2 separate regions of the Sus scrofa genome follow, and region 2 is linked to region 1. Evidence: chromatin contacts called from public HiChIP or PLAC-seq data. All regions are on one chromosome and are shown on one strand. Each heading gives the region's core, a stretch centred on a gene start, on an enhancer-like site or on the middle of the called end of the contact. The rest is flanking DNA. Distances are from core to core; before and after follow the strand shown.

Region 1 (6,371 bases), core at 2,364-4,863:
TTAGGCCCATGTACACACTTTCTTCAAATATCTCCAGCTGCCTTTGGATGAGAAATTGACATCAGAGGGATAGTTACATATTCCAAACAGCCTATGAAAGGCTTCTAATGCTTGTTATTATGACCCTAAACTCAGGACTGCTCTGGTACACCACCAAGGCACAGTGGAGGAGGGTGTTAACTCCTCTGAGTATGTGATCATAATCCCAGGAGCCTTTCCTCCTTTGTCTCTTAAGAGGCAACAGGGCAGGGGGACAAGGCTTTATCAAATGTCCAGCCTAAATACTCAGCAGAACCAACATGGGATGAGAGAGGGCTTCTGACCCCAGGTCTTTCTACCACTTTGTCACAAGGTTCAAATAAGGATATTTCACACCCCCACTCCCACCTTCCAGAAGTCACCATCATCCACTCCAGGAGGGGTTGAACCTAGGAAGTCTGTTCAAGCAGCTCTAGTAGCTCCCAAATGGGGAACACCTGGTTCTGGCTAAAAAGTCTTCCCCTTGGTACCAGTCCCCCTCCGAGGACCCGCATCCTGATTTCCCCATCTGGGAAAGTGGAAGACAGCGTCTTAAGTACCCCTGAGGTTCTTGTGAACTGTGAACTGCGATCCCAAGGGGCTGGAGCTACCCTGAGTGGGGAAGGCTTCCCCTTCCGGCCAGGAGAGTGGGCTGTCCCCGGGGGTCCCTACCCGGGGGCGGGGACAGAGGGCTAGCGGAGGTGGTGGTGAGAGCCCAGGCCGGTCCCACCATCCGGGCCAGGGGCTCACCTGCTGAACTCCGAGGGCCACACGCTCCAGAGTGGCGGCCGCTGTTTCCAGGCCGCATCTTTTCTCCACCGGGCGCCTGGCAACCGCCTTTGTGACCCGGAAAGCACGCGGTGGGTGGGGGTGGGGTGGGGGACTCGAGGAGCCCCGCTGGGAGCCCCCACCTCCCTGGAACACTTGGCCCGGGCCTTAGCCTTCAGCAGTGCCAGTTGGACCCCCACCCCCTCTCTTCCCCTTTGGCAGTTGATCTGTGCCTTTGATTTGGCAGAAGAGGGCCTACTCCAAAGACTGGCCTGGAATCTACATGTGTTCCTGGAGCTATAGTTAGTGTCAAAAAGTAAGCTCCAGGAGTTCCCCTGGCGGCCTAGCAGTTAAGGATTTGGTGGTGTCACTGCTAGGGTGCAGGTTCTTATCCCTGGCTCAGGAACTTCCGCATGCCCTGAGCACCACCAAAAAAAAAAAAAAGAGGGGGAGTAAGTTCTAGTCTTTAAACCCTGCTCTGGGGGTTCAGGCTGACTTGCGCAGAGTTCCAAAGTCTTTTGCTGCTGCACTGGAAAGATCCAGGCACTAGGAGACAGTTTATAAATGCTAACCTGTCAAGAGCAAGAAGAAAGATTCATGTCTCTCCCTGACTTCCTGGCCAAAAACTTTGCTCTGCTTCCTGTTAAATCTCAAAAAGAACAAATTAACTAATGGCCCACCTGCCCTTAGCTTACAAACCCAGAAATTGCCCTGGTGCTTTATGAGCAGTCACCTTTTTGTCTGGCTCTTTGGATGAAGCCAAGGGGAGGAGACTGGGAGCCTGGGGATGTGGTGTCAGGATAAGATTCTAGTTTGGAAGATCTGATAGTCTGGAGGGACTTGTCAAGAATTGTCAGGTGTCCACTGTGTGCATGTGCCTGTGGAAGGAGAGATCAGTGGAGAGAGTGGGAGGCTGAGGCAGAAAAATGGAGAGGGGCAGAGACTGATGAGTCTTGGAAAAGACTAAAATGATTTTGAACTACTGGTTTTTTCCCTAGTAAGTTTATTTAATTAATTTATTTATTTACTTATTTAGTCTTTTTAGCACAGCATATGGAAGTTCCCAGGCTAGGGGTCGATTCAGAGCTGCAGCTGCCGGCCTACACCACATCCACAGCAATGCAGGATCCAAGCTGTGTCTGAGACCTACACCACAGCTCATGGCAATGCTGGATATTTCACCCACTGAGCGAGGACAGGAATCAAACCTGTATCCTTATGGATACTAGTCGGGTTTGTTACTGCTGAGCCACAATGGGAACTCCTTTATTTTCTCTTGAATCAGAGACAAAAGTTTTTATTGTGCAGTTGAGTTTTTTTTAATGAAAGTCTGCAAAGCAAAATTATATGATTAAAAATTGTTAGACAATGGTTCATCATGCTGTACAGTAGAAAAAATGACAGAACTCTGTAAACCAGCTATAATGGAAAAAATATCATTATATAAAATAAAGACAGTTCCCATCGTGGCGCAGTGGTTAACGAATCCGACTAGGAACCATGAGGTTGCGGCTTCGGTTCTTGGCCTCGCTCAGTGGGTTAACAATCCGGTGTTGCTGTGAGCTGTGGTGTAGGTTGCAGACGCCGCTCGGATCCCATGTTGCTGTGGCACTGGCGTAGGCTGGCAGCTACAGCTCGGATTCGACCGCTAGCCTCGTGAACCTCCATATGCCGTGGGAGCGACCCAAGAAATGGCAGAAAGACTAAATAAATAAAGACAAAATATTTTTTAAAATTGTTAAAAAAGAAAAAGAAAAAGGAATTCCCATCGTGGCACATTAGAAACGAATCCGACTAGGAACCATGAAGTTTCGGGTTAGATCCCTGGCCTTGCTCACCGGGTCAAGGATCCATTGTTGCCGTGAGCTGTGGTGTAGGTTTGCAGACGCTGCTTTGATCTGGCATTGCTGTGGCATAGGCTGGCAGCTACAGCTCTGATTAGACCCCCTAGTCTGGAAACCTCCATATGCCAGGGGTGCGGGCTCCCCCACCAAAAAAAAAGAAAAGAAAAAATTTTGTATTTTGTTTTCTTCTTCACTTTAGCATGTGTGTTCTGTTGCCATAATTGACATTTAAATGACCTCATAATATTGCTCTAAGTGACTATACTGATATTTAGCCATTCCCCAACAGTTGAGATTTGTTTTTTTAAATGAATGATGCCTTTAAGAACATTGTGCTCAAAGTGTTTTCTCTTTTCCAATGAGCTCTTCTTTTTTGTCTTTTTTGGGCCGCATCCCAAGGCATGTGGACTTCCCAGGCTAGGGGTCGAATCAAAGCTGTAAGCTGCCAGCCTGGACCACAGCCATCAGATCAAAGACTCTGCAGCTCTATCTAACCCACTGAGCTAGTGCCAGGGATGGAATCCACGTCATGGATACTAGTCATGTTCCTTACGGCTGAGCCACAACGGGAACTCCACCAATGACTTTATTAAATTTCCTTCTGAATAGATCTTGCCAGCTTACAGTATGACCAGCTATTTACTAATTTTCCCATTTCCCTTCAGCCAGCCTCTTCATCTCTAAGTATTATAGTTTAAAAAAATAACCTTTTGTTCATTTGATAAATGCAAGGTGGGCATCATGTGTTGTTAAAAGGCATTTTTGAAATGACTTGTGTTTTCTGTGGTTTAATTGGCATTGCCCAGCTTATTGTGGTCAGAGATCTCAGTTTGGAGCGCCTGAAGTTAGGGTTGATGCGGGCTCACGCGCCCCCTAACGACCAAAACTGCCAGTGACTGAGGGGGGACGGGGGGGGCTCTGAGTGCGTGCGCACTCCATTCTCCAAGCCGGTTTTGCGGCCACCGTTTTCCGGGGTGTGGGAGAAGAGCGAAGACGCTGGCGGGGACTTGACAATGCGCAGGCGCATCACGAAGCCTGTGGATTTGTGGCCAACCGAGCATGGGCGTGGGCTGGCTGCGTCGGCGCACTGGAGGCCTGGAGGGTCGAGGCGCGTGCGCAGTCGCGCTTCCTTCAGCTGCAGCCATGGCAGGCCAAGAGGATCCCGTGCAGCGGGAGATTCACCAGGATTGGGCGAACCGGGAGTACATTGAAGTCATCACCAGCAGCATCAAGAAAATCGCAGACTTTCTCAACTCGTTTGGTCAGCGGGCGAGCAGGGGGAGGCAGGGAGGAGGGGGGCCCGCCTAGGGAGGGCGCTGAGAAGCTTTGACGCGGGTTCTGGGAGCCGTGGGCTCCTGCTGGTGTTTGCTTCCGCCTTCAGGCCGCACTTTTCCCCTCTCGCTCTGACCCCCGGCCTCCACTGATCATTCCCTGTGGGGTTATCCTGCCCCACGCTGAGCTCATCGGCTTCATTGCCTTCCCCCCGCATCCAGTAACAAGTCCGTTCCTTTCCCGGACGTGTCAGACAGCCCCATCCATCGCCTGAATCTTTCCTTCTCTTCAGGCGTCTCCCTTCTTTTGTGCTTCGTTTCAGTCGTCACTTGGTGCTCAGAGAGCGCTGTCCAGAAGCCCTTTAGCGTCGAGCCTGTTAGTCGCCCCTCCTGTCGGTCCTTTCCTGTCTCGGCGTGTGCTGTGCAGAGTGGTAGATGAGAGCGGAGGAGGGCCCACATCGCGTCCGGCCAGGGACATCTCTGCATCGCTAGTATCTAGACCACAGTGGGTGTTGTCTGCTTCTAGCAAAATCTTTCCTTGGCATGACCTGTCCGTGACAGTCTTAAAGTTCCTTCCGCGTTGTTTCCTATCCTTGTGCTACACCCTGCAGCAGAGACTCCTGACTCTTGTTCTCCGAGTGTTACTTTGAAAGAACCGGGCACTGGGTAAACTTTTTATGTCATCACAAGGTGTGGGGATGACATCTAGTGATCTTTTTCCAGTTGTGCTTCTGGCCCACTAATTCAGCAACATTAAGCGATTAAGTAGGGGAAACTGATAAATTTAAAAAGACTTAAAAAGGAATTATTTTCTTGCTAAGAGAAGTCCAAAGGAGTGTATAAAGGTGACAGCAAGAGATTTGTCCAAAAGCATCAGCAAGACAAACTAGATCTGAGTACAAGGCTCTTTCTCAGTCTCTGTGGGGAAGACAGAATAAGAACCATTTCCTACAATTAAGTGATTTCTATTTTGAAGATGAAATAATGACATCAGAGCAAAGCAGAACATTGTTTCTGATTTAATATATTTACATATAGGAATTCCCCTTGTTGCTCGGCAGTAACAAACCTGACTAGTATCCATGAGGACCTGTGTTTGATTCTTGGCCACACTCAGTAATTTAAAGATCTGTGTTGCAGGAGCTGTAGTGTAGGGTGCAGAGGTGGCTGGGATTCTGCATTCCTCTGGCTGTGGTGTAGGCCAGCAGCTACAGCTCCGATTCAACCCCTAGCCTTGGAACTTCCATATGCCTTGGGTTTGGCCCTGAAAAGACAAATATATACATGGTCTTTTACATTTGTATGTAAATACACATTATTTATTTATAATAAGCTTATAAAATATATAAATATATATACTTGCATACAAATGTGTAGGACTATAACCTTTTTAAAAAATGTTTAAAATTCTTATAGCCATACCCATGGCATATGGAAATTTCTGGGCCAGGGATTGAATTCAAGCCACAGCTGCAGCAACAACAGATCTTTTAACCCAGTGCCCTGGGCTGGAGATTGAACCCACACCTCTGCAGTGACCAGAGCCACTACAGTCGGATTCTTAACCCACTGCACCACTGCAGGACCTCTAGAACTATAATCTTGATATGTTTTGGGATGGTGGAGTCCTCATTCAGGGACTGGGGGAAAGGTTGTATTAGTGAGCAGTAAGAATAGTATAAATTATATGCCAGTGATACATATTCATACATATTACTTGCTATAGAAGTTGTGATAGGAATGGTAGTTAAGAAATTATAGATCTCTGGGAGTTCCCATCATGGCTCAGTGGTAATGAACCTGACTAGTATCCATGAGGACTCTCACTGATTCCTGGCCTTGCTCAGTGGTTTAAGGATCTGGCGTTGCAATGAGCTGTGATGTAGGTCTTAGATGCAGCTCGGGTCCCTTGTTGCTGTGGTATAGGCCGGCAGCTGAAGCTCTGATTCAGCCCTTAGCCTTCCATATGCCATGGGAGCAGCCTTAAAAATACAAAAAAAAAAAAAGAAAGAAAGGAAATTATAGATCCCTGGAAGTTCCTGTGTGGTGCAGCAGGTTAAAGAGGCACAAGCCACAACTGTGACACAGGCTGCAACTGTGGCACAGTTCAGTCCTTGGTCTGGGAACTTCCACATGCCGAGGGTGTAGCAAAAAAAAAAGCAGCAGCAGAAAAAGAAGAAATAGAAATTAGTATCCATGAGGATTCAGGTTCGCCCTTGCTGTGGGCTGTGGTGTAAGTCACAGACTCGGCTCTGATCCCAAGTTGCTGTGGCTGTGGTGTAGGCTGGCAGTTACAGGTCCATTTTGACCTGGAACTTCCATATGCCATGAGTACAGCCCTAAAAAGCAAAATAAATAAATAAGTTCCTGGGCCAGGGATTAAACCTCAACAGTGACAACCTTTACCTGTTGAGCCATGGACCTCCCTCAAGTTTTTTCTGTCTTTTTTTTTCTTTTTTTTTTTTTAGCG
Region 2 (6,371 bases), core at 2,105-4,604, 260 kb before region 1:
CTCTCATGGTGAAATCTCAATCATCAAAGTAACTAGTGACTGTGACACCTTCATTGCTGGTTTCTGGTCTTGTCCCTCTCCAATTTATCTGCCATACTGTGGCCAGAGTGACCATCCTAAATTGCAATCTGCCAGAAAGTCTTAAATGTCTTCCTATGTTTTTGTTTTTTTTTTTTTTTTGGCTGCACATGTACAAGTTCCCAGACCAGGGATCGAACCTGTCCTGCAGGCGTGGCATGTACCATGGCTGCAGCGATGCTGGATCTTTAACCAGCTGCACCACAAGGGAACTTCAAAGGTGATTTTTTTTTTTTTTTTTTTTTTTTTTTTGTCTTCCTATGACTTGTGGGATTAAGTCCAGCCTCCATAGCTTGGTATTCACCTTCCATGATCTGTTCCTCTCAGCCTCTTCTACTCTTCCCCAGCCTCTGTTATAAGCTTTACCAGACTCTACCTCTTTCCATACACAACATGCCTTTGAGCCTTTGCTTATGCTAATTCCTTCTGCCTGGAATACCTTCTCTTTCTCTGACAAGTACACTCCTACCCATCCTTTCAGTCCCCAGCTCTCAGGCCCCTTCTCCAGAAAGTTTATCCCCACACAGAAGTCTCTGCTCTCTCTGGGCTCAACAAAGTCCTCATTCATGACTTTAGCTGGAGCAGAGCACACACCTGTTGTCATCTTACGTGGGTCTGTCTCCCTCACATGTTTGGGATCAATGTGAGGGGCAAAGATCAGGTTTGAGTTATTTCTGGATTCCCACCATTGTGGGCAGCCATGCCCAGCCTCAGTTCTAAAACCTAGGTTAGAACCCCCAGTTCTTGGCAGCAAGTTTGAAAAAGTGGCTCCTTCATTCTCATCACAGGAACCTAGAACTCTGGCAAGAGCCGCCTCAGTTCCCACCCACCGTCAGCCAGAAGTGAAAAGCCAAGGCCAGTCTGGGCCAGGCAATGCTACCATAGGGCCTGGGCTGCAAGAAACAGGAAGCAGTGATCAACTGGCCAGAGGAAGCACCGCCCTGGCCTCAGCCCCTCCAGGCCCAGGGGTAAGGGCCTTCCCAACCCCACCTCCCATCTCAGGGACAGCCGCCCCTTCACTCCCACCCTGAGACTCACGTTCCTAGAACATCACGGAAGTCGTAAATGTCTCTAATATCCTCCGCCTGCTTCCAGGTGGGGCTTCCACTGCCCCGGCATGGTCCACTGCCCCCCAACCACAGCCAGGGCTCCTAGGAAGGAGAATGGAAGAAGACTCAGTGGGGCCCCCATCTTTGTAGGAACTTGCTTGGGGGCTCCTGTTCAGTCACTCAGCCCACACTGAATCATTCCTTGATCATTCATTAGACAAAGTCATTCAGCAAACATTCATTCACAGCCATTTGTTCTTTCAACACCTATGCAGCACGCCCTATGCTTAGAGGAAAATCCCTCAGGGTGGCAGCAAAATTCTTTATTCAACAAAGTCACTCATTCATTCATTAATTCAGCTCACCTCCCAGTTTCTCCCTCTCTAAATCCAAACGCTTAGGGGCACACTGATCTCTGGGAGAAGTGCAGAGAAGACCCCAGAGCAGCTTGTAGAAACGCACTGCCCTGGAGGATCCCCTTGTCCCAGAACCAGTGATGTCCCAGCCCCACCCTCAGAATTGCTGGGGTGTCTCCTCTCCCTCCCCCTTCTCCCTGCCAGGCCTCTTGGAAATCAGGTTTCCGGCAGCCTGGGCTTCCAGCAATATCTCTGCCACGTTTTTTAAATAGCTCCTTCCACACTGTTACCACAGCAACAGCAGCCACAGCTGGAGCTCCCCAGGCCTCTTATTACCCCCTCTCCCTTCTGACTCCCCATCTGGATCCCAGCAACCTGAGAAATTGTCCCACCCAACCTGTCCCTTCCTGGCTTCATCTCATCCTGATCCAGCCTATACTTTTCACCACTGAGACCTCACCACCACGGAGACTCTAACCAGTAGTAGAGGGTGAGCTCTCCCCATTTATCAGATGAAGAATGGGGAGACGAAGGTTGGTGATGGATAGGGTTTGGATCCAGAGTTGCTCAATGACCCCTAGCTGGGCCCCAGCAAAGACTGCTGGAGGCAAAGACCTAGGAAGGCACTGCAGCCAGACTAGGACCCATCCAGAGAACACAGCCTCTCAATCCCATCCCAGGTCCACAGAGAGTGAAGCCAAAACAGAGCTCAGTGTACTGTGTGTCCTCAGGGAGGGCCCTTTCCTTCTCTTTTTCCTCCATGGGAAAAAATGAGGGGAAGGTGCCCTGATTAGAGCTCCTAGTGTGGGATTCCACTCTTTGGATGGGACATGTTCCCAAGGGGGCCTGGCCACCAATCCCAAGGGGCAGAAACTTCTAGGAAAGGAGACTTGGTGGTAAGCTGTAGAGGCAGAATTTTAAACCCACCTGGAAGCCTGGCAGATATGAACCTCACAGTTTCACATCAAAAGCCACCCACACCCCTGAACCCAAACACCTGCCTCCAGCACACGCCATCCCCAGTTACTCTGACACTTGATCACACATGTACACCCGGACGTCAGCACACACATCCAAACACACACTCCCCCAGACATCCTCACACCCAAACATCCCTCTCATACCCCAAAACACACATCCATACACACCTTGATGACACCCAGACAGGCAGACACACACACTCACCTGTATACCAGACATCCCAGATTCATTCATACCTTTATCCTAGAAGCTCTTCAACTGCAAATCCTTATACTCCTAACTCCAAACATGGTCAGCACACAACTGTATACGTCCCCAACTCTGACTTACTGCCCTTTTGAGCTGGATACCAGCACACCACAACACCTGGACATATATCTGCAACAAAAGCACTGACTCCCAGACATCCGCACGGATACCCTTATACACCAACATGCTGCAACTTCATATCTGAAGCCCCTTGCCAAAGCTAAGTCACTCTCATATCCCAACACATCCATACCTCCAAATGCCCAGTCCTTCCACATTCAGGCCCAGCTGAAGGCAGACACGCACGCACACACATCCCTTCCCCACCTTCCTCTTTTACCCACTCAGTTTCCCACCGGCACCTGCTGGGCCTGGGGCAGAGGTTGGGGAGTGAGGCCCGGCCCTGCCCATCTAGAGTCCGGCACGCCCGGGCTCCCCTTTCCATCCTTGGGGGAGGGTATCCAGCGGCTGCGCCCAGGGTCGGGCGGCGCGGCTTTGGGCTTGTACCTGCGGCTGCCCCGCCGCGGGGCTGGCTGGGAGGCCGGAGGTGCCTGGTGCTGGGCTCTGGCCGCTGGCCGCTGGCCGCCGTCCGCCGCCCGCCGCTGCTGCGCGCCTGGCCCCGCCGCCGGCTCTCTCGCTGGGGCTTGGTTCGGACTCGGCTGGCTCCCTCCGCCCGCCTGCGGCTCTGATGTCAGTGGAGGAGGAGCCTGCGACGGAGGGACTGGGGACTGGGAGGTGAGGCTCCGCTCCCGGGCTGGGAAAGGGGCGAGAGGTCAGGAGTTAACAGCGGCCGCCCTTCGTGCAGGTCAGATCCTCCGCTGGGTTCTTTTCATCCTTCGTCATCAGGCTGGGTCCCCGTTTCACAGTAGGAACAACTGAGGCACAGAGAGATGAAGCGCTCAAAGTCAGTTGGTCAGAAGCAGAGTCGAATTCGAACACAAGTCTGTCTGATGCCGGAAGCTGGCCATTTTCGCCCTATCTCTAGGAGTTTCTTTCAGACCAGTTCTGGGAGCTCCCTTAGGGTTGGGCGCTGTCCTACTCTCCCTGCCCCTGTCCGCCCCTGGGAATTAGGCCCAGGGAAGAGCTCTAGAGACTGAGAGGAGTGGAGGCCTGGGGCCGTTCGGAAAGGACAAGGCAAGGGTAGGTGATGAAGAGAATTGAGACAGTCTTAGGGTGGGGATCCCATTTGACTTGCGGGAAAACTGAGGTCCCTCTCTGAGGCAGAGCTAAGGCTCTAATTCTCCACACCTGCAGAGCTGATGCTCTAATTCCCTACACCTGCGGGCCAGATCGGGTGTGGTGCCCAGAGGGACTGGGGCGGGGAGGGAAGGGGGAGGGGGGAGAGTTAAATCTGGATCCTCGTGGAAGCGGGCCAAAGAGGACCACGTGACTGGGCTGGCGCCAGCGGCCTTTGGCTCAGGGCCAGGTTGGGAGAGGAAGCCCAAAACCGCTCTGGGGCGGCGGGCAAGGGGCCAAAAGACCTGGTCTGTGTCCTCTTGAGCAAGGCCTTCCTTGGGGAGAAGGGACTGAGGGAGCAACTCCCAGAAAGAAGGGGTGGGGCTGGACTGGAGCCAGCCGGAGGAGGCACGTTTCTGGGGACCCCCCACTCCACCTCATGGCCGCTCCTCAATCTTGAATTCCTGCATTTTACAGCTGCAGATAGGGAGAGGACAATGCTTAGCTCAATCTCATTTTCAATTGGCTTTTCCCTGTCTTAACCTCAGGACTGTGTCCGAAGGTGGTCAGGTTATTGTGCCCATTCTACAATGAGAGAGGAAGAGGTTCCTAGAAAGGCTTTAGAGACTAACTTTTCTGAGTCACACTTTACCTCTCTTAGCCTCAATTTCTTCATTTGGAATATGGAATATTGATGACTGACTCAGAATTTTCCTGAGAATTCTGTGGGATAATGGATGTGACGTGCCTGGAGTACCACCGGGGTTCAAAATATGACAGCTAGACTTACTTTAGGGTAAACTGAGGTTCAGAGAAGGAACCTGTTTTTTCTGGGGTCAGGGGACTAAGGAGCAATTCCCCTCCCTCAGATCTCCTTGCCTTTGGTTGGATTCTTTCACATGTCAGGTAATAGAATCCGAAACTAAACCAGCTTCACCAAAGAGGAACCAATGGCTCATAATAGCTGAGGCAAGATGGATGGAAGAACGCCATGGGTCAGAATCTGAGACTGGAATTGGAGACAAAGTAGCTGTAGGATTTGCTTTCTCTCATCTCTCCTTGTCTCCATGTCTACTTTGGCTTCCGTTCCTCTGCAGAGTCATCTCCTTTATCTGTCAGGAAGCATGGTGTGAAGCAGCTCCAGCTTTCCAAATGAACCCAACGAAAGAGGAGCTACACCCACTTTCTTATATCAGTCACAGGGAAGGACTCTGATGGGGTTTGCTGGAGTGACATGCCTACCCCATTACCCCCAAAATTTTTGCCGGGAGGATGAGGTACTATTCTGGGTAAGTGTACTGTCATAGGTAGTCACACTCGCAGTCACACGGAATGAGAATGGCTGTCATGTCCAAAGGAAGTAGCAGTGCTGAGCAGGCACAACTAACAAATCCATGTCAGACCTCCTCCCTTCAGTCAGGAAAAACAAACAAACAAACAAACAATGTTAGTATGTTTTGGTATGTAGTCTTCCAGACTTTTTTTGAATGTGTATTGATTGGGTTGTTTTTTTCTTGTTGAGTTGTATGAGCTGTTTGTATATTTTGGAAATTAAGCCCTCATTGGTTTCATCACGTGCAAATATTTTCTCCTAGATTGTAGGTTCTCTTTTCATTTTCTTTATGGTTTCCTTTGCTGTGCAGAAACGTGTAACTTTGATTAGGTTCCATTTGTTCATTTTTTTTTTTTATTTGTATTGCTTTGGGAGACTGACCTGAGAAAATGCTGGTATAATTTATGTCAGAGAATGTTTTACCTAGGTTCTCTTCTAGATGTTTTATGGTGTCATGCCTTATGTTTAAGTCTTTAAGCCATTTTGCGTTTATTATTACATATGGTGTGAGGATGTGTTCTAACTTCATTGTCTACATGTGACTATCCCACTCTTCCAACACCACTTGTTGAAGAGACTATATTTTTCCATTGTAAATTATTGCCTCCTTTGTCAAAGATTAATTGACCACAAGTGTGTGAGTTTATTTCTGGGTTCTCTATTCTGTTCCATTGATCCATATGTCTATTTAAGTGCCAATACCATGCCTTTTTGATTACTGTAGCTTTGTAGTATTGTCTGAAGTTTGAGAATTTTATGCTTCCTGCTTTGTTCTTTTTCGTCAAGATTACTTTGGCAATTCTGGGTCTTTTATGGTTCCATATAAATTTTAGGATTATTTGTTCTGGTTCTGTGAAAAAAGGCATGGGTAATTTGATAGGGATTGCATTAAATCTGTAGATTGCTTTAGGTAGTATGACCATTTTATCAGTATTAATTCTTCCAATCCAAGAGCATCAGACATCTCCATCAAGTCTTGAACTCAACAGAAAATAAGCCATTAGAAGAGTGAATGATTTTTTTTTTAGATTAGAGAAAATGCAAGAAATCACAAGGAAAAGATGGACAGTTTAATTTAGAAACATAAAAACATTCTTAACTCCTATTGTTGGAAATAAACCAAAAAAACCCTACCCTACTCCAAAATCA

The links. HiChIP or PLAC-seq counts read pairs in DNA pulled down with a chosen protein or histone mark.
Region 2: a contact with region 1 is called in an H3K27ac HiChIP or PLAC-seq map of alveolar macrophages. The contact joins the promoter of CAMK1 here to the promoter of BRK1 in region 1. A contact is called at or near these places in 1 of 5 promoter capture datasets (fetal liver), 2 of 47 Hi-C or Micro-C datasets (heart right ventricle and liver) and 1 of 2 datasets of contacts at active chromatin or transcription factors (alveolar macrophages).

The regions. Positions count from the first base shown.
Region 1 is chr13:66,311,825-66,318,195 of Sscrofa11.1, forward strand. It overlaps BRK1 (protein BRICK1), which reads left to right and starts at 3,614. Exons shown (of 3, transcript XM_003132361.5): 1 at 3,614-3,891. The coding sequence starts at 3,690. FANCD2OS (FANCD2 opposite strand protein) reads right to left here and starts at 1,141. Exons shown (of 2, transcript XM_021069317.1): 1 at 769-1,141. The coding sequence starts at 826.
Region 2 is chr13:66,051,904-66,058,274 of Sscrofa11.1, forward strand. CAMK1 (calcium/calmodulin dependent protein kinase I) reads right to left here and starts at 3,355. Exons shown (of 14, transcript NM_001190195.2): 1 at 3,221-3,355; 2 at 1,191-1,229; 3 at 1,183-1,188; 4 at 1,117-1,180. The coding sequence starts at 1,197.